Regions from separate parts of the Mus musculus genome. Here region 1 is linked to region 2. A link is a contact called in public HiChIP or PLAC-seq data. All regions are on one chromosome and are shown on one strand. The core of a region is the stretch at or near the end of the contact, and the rest is flanking DNA. Distances in the headings are between cores, read along the strand shown. Region 1 overlaps Sh3kbp1 (SH3-domain kinase binding protein 1). Region 2 overlaps Sh3kbp1 (SH3-domain kinase binding protein 1).

Region 1 (4,097 bases), core at 1,396-3,895, 140 kb after region 2:
TGTTCTTAGCCAATATTTTTCTCATCCCTAGGCATGTCCATTAGCCCTCAGAGATCTCCTGTAATTTTTCTACATTCTAAATGTGGCCAATAAAAAATTAAATATATGCCCCCCCATATAACCAGTTTTAGGAAAATAATCCCCTTACAGCATATCTGTCTCATGTATTTAGTTTCTCTGAGTGGTCTCATACACAGGAATTGAATTTGTCAAGCTGTTTTTTTTTATTTAAACAATTTTTATTAGATATTTTCTTGATTTACAATTCAAATGCTATCCTGCAAGTCCCCTATACCATCCCCTACCCTGCTTTCCAACCCACCCACTCCTGCTTCCTGACCCTGGCATTCCCCTGTACTGAGGTATATAATCTTCACAAGACCAAGGGCCTCTCCTCCCATTGATAGCCTACTAGGCCATCTTCTGCTACATATGCAGCTAGAGACACGAGTTCTGGGGGTACTGGTTAGTTCATATTGTTGTTCCACCTATAGGGTTGCAGACCTTTTCAGCTCCTTGGGTACTTTCTCTAGCTCCTCTTTTGGGAGCCCTGTGTTGCATCCAATAGATAAGTGGATATTAGCCCAGAAACTTAGAATACCCAAGATACAATTTGCAAAACACATGAAACTCAAGAAGAAGGAAGACCAAAGTGTGGATACTTTGTCCCTCCTTAGAATGGGGAACAAAATACCCATGTAAGGAGTTACAAAGACAAAGTTTGTAGCTGAGACTGAAGGAAGGACCATGCAGAGACTGCCCCACCCCGGGATCCATCCCATAATCAGCCACCAAATGCAGACACTATTGCATATGCCAGCAAGATTTTGCTGACATGATATAGCTGTCTCTTGTGAGGCTATGCTAGTGCCTGGCAAATACAGAAGTCAAGCTGTTTTTATGTCACCTATTTGATAAAGCCTCAGTGGTTTTCCCCAGATGGTATCACCTCTTCCTTCCCCAGCAGTATTTACAGTTCTCCCAGTTGAACATCTCATTTGTCATATTCTTGTCTATAGGGCTTATATTTCATTTTCCAGTTGGAACTTCTTTGAGCTGGTGTACCCCAAGCTTCTCCTTCATCATAACTATAGTGTATATGGTATAAAATTGGCAGATAATAGGATCTCTTTGTGTTTTGGTATTGTGTCAAATATGCCTACTTTTTCTTATGCGCTTTCTTTCCTGTCCATTGTTCCCTTTTGTACTAGTATAAAAGAAAAGGAAGAAGGAAGAGGGAATTCATAAAGCTTGCTCCTGTCACATTCCACTATCTAGACAAAGGGATGCCCAGGTCCTTCCACTAGACATAGGATCTGGATATATAATTAAGTTCTTACTTGCAGGGTGGGCTGAATGGAATAAAGGGGTGTGCTGAGATAACCTATTAGGAAGAAGCTCTATTACAGAGCCTAGATGACCCTAATAGGCCATGCATGAGATTGACCCAACCATAAGAGAGACTACAGATGCATACAATGTGGCTAGAGACTGAGATAGGAAACCAGCAAGAGATTCTCCTGAGAGGAGGTTATATGATGGTTCCCAGGCATCTCCTGTGCAGATGACAGTGCAGCTAGTTGTTTGAACTCTAGAAGGTACAGAGGAGCAGTTATAGACATTAATGTCACTCAGATTGTTGTCCTAGCTCCATGCTTTCAAAGTGTAGTGGGTCCTCCAGATACATTGGCACAGTAATAGCAGGACAGAGCCTCCCATCTTTCTCTACAATTGTGATGGGTGCCCTGGTCTGGAAAAACCCATTTGTAGCCTTTCCAGTCTCACATCTTAGCATGATACATGAAGATGTTTTCTAAGGTCCAAAGTTGCTAAAGATCTGAGCTACACTTTGTTTACCTCTTCCCCTAACCAAGCTCTGATTCTGTATTAGGATTTAAATAGGCTTGAGCTCTGTTCAAATTTGTGTTGGAGCTTGGTAGCATTATATCCTGACCATAGTTTTTCCTCTCTCTACTCCTCCCAGTACCACTGGTTAGTATATTATTGAAGACACCTGACTAATTTTTTCTTTTCTTTTCTTCCCTTTCTTTTCTTCCCTTTCCTTTCCTTTCCTTTCCTTTTCTTTCCTTTCCTTTCCGTTCCTTTTCCTTTCCCTTTTTTTTTTTTTTGGATTTGTGAGACAGGGTTTCTCTGTATAGCCCTGGCTGTCCTGGAACTCACTTTGCAGACCAGGCTGGCCTCAAACTCAGAAATTTGCCTGCCTCTGCCTCCCAAGTGCTGGGATTAAAGGTGTGCGCCACCACGCTCGGTGTTAATTTTCTTGAGACTGAATTAGTTTTCATGAAAATAGGTTGCAATCCTGCACCACACTTCGGGTTTTCTTGTATGTGGGCTGTTTCTACCTGTACTTTCTGCCCCTCCCACTTTCTGGCAGGAGTCGAAGTTGTAGAAAACCCTTATTATAAGCCAATCAGAAGCTAACACTGCATTTTTGGACTTTCAGAATGAAGAACCCAAATAAACTTCGTTTCTTCATAAATTACTCAGATTTAGGTGTTCTACAGCAACATCAAACTGGCTAAGCCATCTCCTTCTATCTAACGAACCATCAGGACCTGTCCTCAGACTATTTTTAGCAAAGCATATCTCAGTGGTTTGGAGGGGAGGAGCTATAAACTAGTTCATAGTGCAAAGCCACAGATGACAGTTCCTGCCAGGAGAAAGCAGTTGAGCCAGATGACGAGCTCCTTGGGTTGGAACAGGCAAGTCTTGTCAAACAAGGGGCAGAGTCAGTTTTGAAATCCTTCAGCAGGAAGCAGTTTGCCTTCCTGTTATCCATACTCTGGAACCTTCAGATATGTTTCCTTCCTGGTACTGTAATGGTAATAATCAAATATAGCTGGTTTGTCCTTTGAAGGATGGCAGGTTATTTCCGTTTGAAGCATATGCAGTCAGAGGTGAGCATACACATACTTAGATCTATGTGCCCTAAATACATGAGGTCACAGAAGGCTTTAGACTCCACAACAAATCAGGAAATGTTGCCTCTCTGGGTTTTATTGTTACTGGTATTTTCTTGTTGGTTTTTTAAAAAAATTAATTCTCTATGCCTAGACAGTGAGTGATAAGGTTTTTAGACTCCCTTGGCTACCAGCTGATTGTTGCAGTCCCCCTGAGCATCATCACCATGGCGGGGGCGGGGGGTGGTTCCTCCTATACTCATGGCCCCACATCCACTGCTCTGTTTTCAGCTCTTACCTAGAAGTCAAGCAGCCTAAAGCCACCCAAGTTTGGAACTGGGGTTTTGGTCTTTCACCAGGGAGAGAGGGATGAGAGAATAAATGGAATGATTGATTCTAAAAATGCAGAACTTTAAATGCTCGCCTGAGTTGAAGGAGCTAGTTTGTATGTAGCTGTTAAACTCCACAGAGGATCCCTAGACCTACTGCTGAACCTCATGCCATTGCCTTCTTCCAGCCACAGTTGAACATTTTGAAGAAAAGCAACTCTGGGGTCTGTTCATCTCTGTTTCTTCGAGAATCAGCAACTGCTGTGTTTCTTTATTATTGCCACATTTTTGCTGGTGATTTGCTGCTCTGCTTTTTCTGTCCTCGTCACCCAGTTTGGCATATTAAAATACAAAAGTAGGCCCATGTGCAGTACTTCCAAGTTTTGAGGAGTTAGTCTAGAGCCATATGGGTCTTGAAAGTGCAAGGAGGGGGATGTGGGAGGGTTTGGAGGGGGAAAGGGAAGAGTGAAATGATGTAATTATAATCAGTTGAACTTACTGAAACCAGAGAAAGTGGACTCAGTCCAAAAGCAGGATGGGGTGGGGGTGGGGAGAATAAACTCCCTCTGCTAGCTGGTACCTATCCAGTACTGACAGCTCATGGCTTGCAAACTAGCCCTTTCTTTTCAATCCTATCCGCCTCTGCAGTGGTCATGACACTCCTCATAAATGCAGACCCCGCCCCCTCCTGTTGCCACGCTCACAGGCATACTTTTTGGGACCACTTTTCACACTGTCTGTTATTACAAAATTTTCCATCCTCTCTCTCACCCTCCTTTGTCGTCTCTTCTTTTTCTTCCACCCAATTCCTTCCATGACACATTTCATGTATCGGCTGCAGTCCAAA
Region 2 (4,642 bases), core at 1,629-4,128:
GCCTCTAGAATATTAAGTAGGTGGACCCTGTTTCCACCTCAGGTCACAGGTAACAAAACCTTTGGCCCAGATATGACTTCTTATTTTGTAAATTTTTTTTCTGTCGTTAAGCCCATACAGAAGGGGGATGGGCTTTCCCAAAATAGACCGTGAATAGACAAAGGGAATGTTTTTGTTTTTGTTGTTATTGTTGTTGCTGTTGTTGTTGTTGATTTTTTTCAATGTTCAAAACGTGAGTTGAGAAGCAAAATTGAAAAAAAGGGAAGTTTTAACAGTTACAAGCAAATATGTTCTCCAAGATGAACAGTTGGTTTTGAACATCGGAATGCTCTTTTCTACTTGAATCCAAAACAAAATAAAAATCATTTGGTTTCATCTGTAGAAGGAACTCCTGATCAGCTTTCTCCACGTGACGCATTATATATCCGAGCTGTAGTCTATCCTTTACTGACCTAGGTGAAGGCCAGGTTTATGCTGGGCTTCTGGCTTCTATTCTTAGCAGGTCAGGCAGGGAAGCTGTGTCTTAGCATTCCCTTCATTCCTGCCTGTGATTTTGGACATTGTTCCTTAAAAAAATTTTTTTGATGAACACCAGTGAACACTCTATAACATGTGATTATTGCATGCCAACTGTGCACCCCATCTAGTGCCTGGTGCTTGTACAAAGACTAGAAAACAAGCAGGCAGCCCTGCCTGCAAGCACTTCAGGCCACATGGGAAATGTTGAGAGAGTACTGTCCATTCCTTACATCCCTTTAAAGGACAAGGTGGGGGTATATCTCTTATTTACTTTTGTCATTCTTAATGTGAAGCCACTCCGTGGGTTTCTGGTTGGCTTTATGTGTCCTTGTTTCTATTTCCAGTTTATCATGAATTCAGTGTTTGGTAAGTGTCTATTGTATTTTGTGCATTTCTTATCCTTTGCTATTACTACTGTTATTGTTATGCTCTTCTGATACAAAATGTATTTTATAATCATCTTTTTAAGCCGCTCTGCTACTTTGGCATCTGCCTTCTGAAAGATAAACTGCTTCTTACCATCTTTATTTAAGGTTATGCATTTGCACTTTAGTACCCTTTCCAGAGATAAACGCTCAAGGATCTGACAGTTTTAAGGATGTTATTGGTAACAGGTCTAGCTCTGATGCTGGGAGGTGAGATCATCTGTCTCACATGAGATTCTAGAGAGGATGGGGGTGGGGGGGACGGTTGCTCCCTGTACTGATATGTGGATCTGACTTTATAGAACATTGCTCTGTGAGTTCTGTTCTGGTACATTTAATCCTCCCGACAGATCTGACTCAAAGCCTTCCTTAGTGGAAGGACCAAATAAATGCTCTGCCCCTGGTGACACACTGTTGCTTTAAAGATCCGCATGGAAACCTTCAGAGTTCATTTTGCATGTGGATGGGTGGTACTTGCATGCCCTTCACATTAATATGGGCCTCACGTTTGCCACACAGAAGTGCTCTCCATTTGAGACTACTACCTGTAGCTATCCAAAGAATTTAACTAATGTGTAGCCTTCTTTTCATTGTTGTATCAGCAATAGTCATTTTGGTCCCTAAACAGATCTGGCCAAGTGACCACTCTCTCCTGTCACTTTTCCTGAAATGGAAATGTATTTTTTTTTAAGGCTTCCATTTCTTCATCATTTATCTTGGCTGCCTGGGATAATACACCAATGGAGCAATTACCCCTTGGACTGATTCATGAGACTCTGGGAGAGGGGGAGAGCATGTGCATATGTGTGGAGATATGCACACGCTAGCATGGAAAGCACATCATGGCTCAGAGGCTCAATGGCATGGAAAATATTTTTGGAGACAATGTCTCCTTATGTAGCCCAGGCTTACCTCAGGCTCTCTAGCGATTCCCTTGTTTCAGTCTCCAGATTCCAAGCATGCACCACCATGCCTGGCTGGCATGGCTCTTGAAGGCCTTGGGCTCTTTGTTGAAAATAATCTGTAAACAAAGGATACAAAAAGTGTTTGTGGATTTAGCTCAGTGGTAGAGTGCTTAATGCTGGTCTCTGTTCTTCCCTTTGGGGGAAAACACACACAAAGCAAAACCAGAAGAGCTCATTTGGCTTCCTGGTGATCTGTTATTTAAGGTCTATGCAAAAGCTGCGGTTTTGCTGGTAGAAAGGAGGAGGCCTTTTTCCTTTCAAATGTGAATTTTCCTGTAGCTAACTAGATATCTGAAAATGTGGCATTTTGTGTCAGATTCTCCTTGATCTGTTTAAAATCCCATGTTGATCTCACCGGAAGAGCTAGCTTTTATGGACTGACAGGGGAAGAGTTAACAGGAGGTATCAATGTTGTGTGGAAGGTATTGGTTATCACCAGAGCTGATCTTTCCTAAGGAAAATGAGAAGCTGGAAGTGAGGGCGTAGGAAAGAGAGTCACTTCATAGCATGCACACCTGCATATATATCTGGGTATGCATCTGCACTTCTTCCAGAGGCCTCCGTTCTGAGACCTTGTAACTAATAGCCCTGGCCATATTTTTAGGATGCTTTTATGCCTGTGTTAGGTTGATGGTGTATAATGTGTTATTCTTGCTCATTCATTAGTGAGTAGTCCTGCCAGCCTAGGGATACAACTGTGGAAGGGGATAGAAAGCAGCTCTCTGGAGGGTTGTAGCTATTGCACATCTGTGCTTTGTGTGTGTGTGTGTGTGTGTGTGTGTGTGTGTGTAAGTCATTGACAAAATTGGTATTTAGAATTGTTCTTCTATTATATATAACCCTTGAAACCCCTGTGCCCTGTCCCCAATACGTTAACACTACGTAGAGTGACAAGTATCCCACCACACTCATACTGGATTTCCACCCAAGTCAGTCCCTAAAAGACACTTGATATGGGTTTGAAGTGGTGGTACCACCTGGTGGCTTTCTGAGGAAACTTCTCCTCTTGCTCACCTTTGAGGCTGCCTTTGGCTCCCCAGACCCTGTGTTCGTTCTCATTTCATCCACCTCAGACCCACAGCTTCTCATTGTAGGCAAACATTCCCTTCAGCCCTCTGCTTTCTTGTCTAAGATTTGCTAATTGGACTCAGAATCTGTTTCATGATCTGAACTGGAACTTTAAGGGTTCTCTGGAAAGTCAGTTGTGTTGGATGGTGTTTTGCTGGGGCAAACATGTGAAGGAGTGTTTTCCTGAAGTGGACACAGGTGAAAGACTAAGGCAGCCCGGTGAAGGAACGTTTCACTGAAACAGAACACCACCAACATAACTGACTTTCCAGAGAGCTCTTAAGTTTCCATGTCAATGATCCTTGCTTTATTCTCCACTAACCAGGTTTTTCTTCAATTAGGAATTATATATAGCCAGAATCTTAGAATCTTGGCACTTGGGAGGCAGAGGCAGGTGATCAATCTCTCTCTCTCTCTCTCTCTCTCTCTCTCTCTCTCTCTCTCTCTCTCTCTGTGTGTGTGTGTGTGTGTGTGTGTGTATGTGTGTGTGTGTCTGTCTCTGTCTGTGTCTGTGTCTGTCTCTTTGTCTCTGTCTCTGTCTCTCTGTCTGTCTCTGTCTCTCTCTCTCTCTCTCTGTGTATGTGTATGTGTGTTTCCATGTTTTGTAACAAGATCTCACAATGTAGTCCAGCTGGCCTAGAATTTACTGTGCAGCCCATGCTGGTTTTGAACTTCTGATAGTCCTCTTCCCTCAACCTTCTGAGTGCTGGCATTACAGGCATGAGGTACCACACCCAGCTCTTTTTGATAACTATTAAAAAACAGAGACACCTATAGGCATGATTTTTGGTGCAGATATTAATTGAGACAAAACAAAGCTTCATGCTGAAATCCCTATAGGCGAGCCAAAGCCTCCTCCTCATGGCTCCAAGTACTCTTAATTACTTCTTCACATCTTGTTGAACCTGTGTTTCCTCTAAGGAGCAATATTTTTTATTACTCATGTTGTTTTCAGTTGCCAGCAGGCGATGGAAAGGGAAAGGCCAGCTGTCTTTGCTAGCTTCATGTTGGCTGGTGAATTCTGCTTACAGCCTCTTCATGCCTGGTTCGAATCATCCCCAGTTTGAATGTTAGGGACCATGATTATTTTGATAAGTAAAAAATGTCTGGTGGTAGATCTCATGATTTTTTTGTTGTTTGGGCTTTGTTTGCTTGTTTTTGGTTTGCTTGATAAAATGGCTGATGTACCTTATTTCAGCTGGACCTGTGGGTTAGTCTGGGAACTTAATGACCGTGTACAACTTAGTTCCTGTGGGAAGATGCATTTAGACTTACCAACCCTCTGCAGAAAGCACAGCAGACACCTAAATCCCTGTTTGATTTTTCATACTTCTGGCAATGAAGCCTTAACTTGGGAAAGTCATTAGGGATCGTCAGCTCCTCTGCAACAAGAGCAAACTTGAGCCGCACCCAGCAACATAGACTCTGGCATAATCCAATCAGAGCATTGTGCTCTGGGGGCAGGACTGCTGTACATTATATTGTACCATCATATAATAGAGTTCTTAGTTTGTCTAAATAAGCTGTGTTAGGGCTGGAAATATGGCTCAGTTGATGAAGTACTTGCTACACAAGCATGAGGACCAGAGTACCCATGATGATCAACATCTATAATTCCAGTGCTGGAGGCAGAAGCATTTCAGGGCCTTGCTGGCCAGTCACTCT

What was found. HiChIP or PLAC-seq counts read pairs in DNA pulled down with a chosen protein or histone mark.
Region 1: a contact with region 2 is called in an H3K27ac HiChIP or PLAC-seq map of large pre-B cells, with 2.7 times the contacts expected there. The contact joins two enhancer-like sites. A contact is called at or near these places in 2 of 484 Hi-C or Micro-C datasets (the HL-1 cell line and granulocyte-monocyte progenitors) and 4 of 115 datasets of contacts at active chromatin or transcription factors (embryonic stem cells, fibro-adipogenic progenitors and large pre-B cells).

The regions. Positions count from the first base shown.
Region 1 is chrX:159,907,001-159,911,097 of GRCm38.p6, forward strand. All of the region lies in intron 9 of Sh3kbp1 (SH3-domain kinase binding protein 1), which reads left to right. Among named protein-coding and RNA genes, the nearest start is that of Map3k15, 79 kb to the right of the region's middle. Within about 2 kb of position 2,646, at least 51 of the 459 cell types and tissues checked have an H3K27ac peak or open chromatin away from gene starts, as enhancers often do.
Region 2 is chrX:159,767,088-159,771,729 of GRCm38.p6, forward strand. The region is part of intron 3 of Sh3kbp1 (SH3-domain kinase binding protein 1); the gene reads left to right. Among named protein-coding and RNA genes, the nearest start is that of Sh3kbp1, 140 kb to the left of the region's middle. Within about 2 kb of position 2,879, at least 29 of the 459 cell types and tissues checked have an H3K27ac peak or open chromatin away from gene starts, as enhancers often do.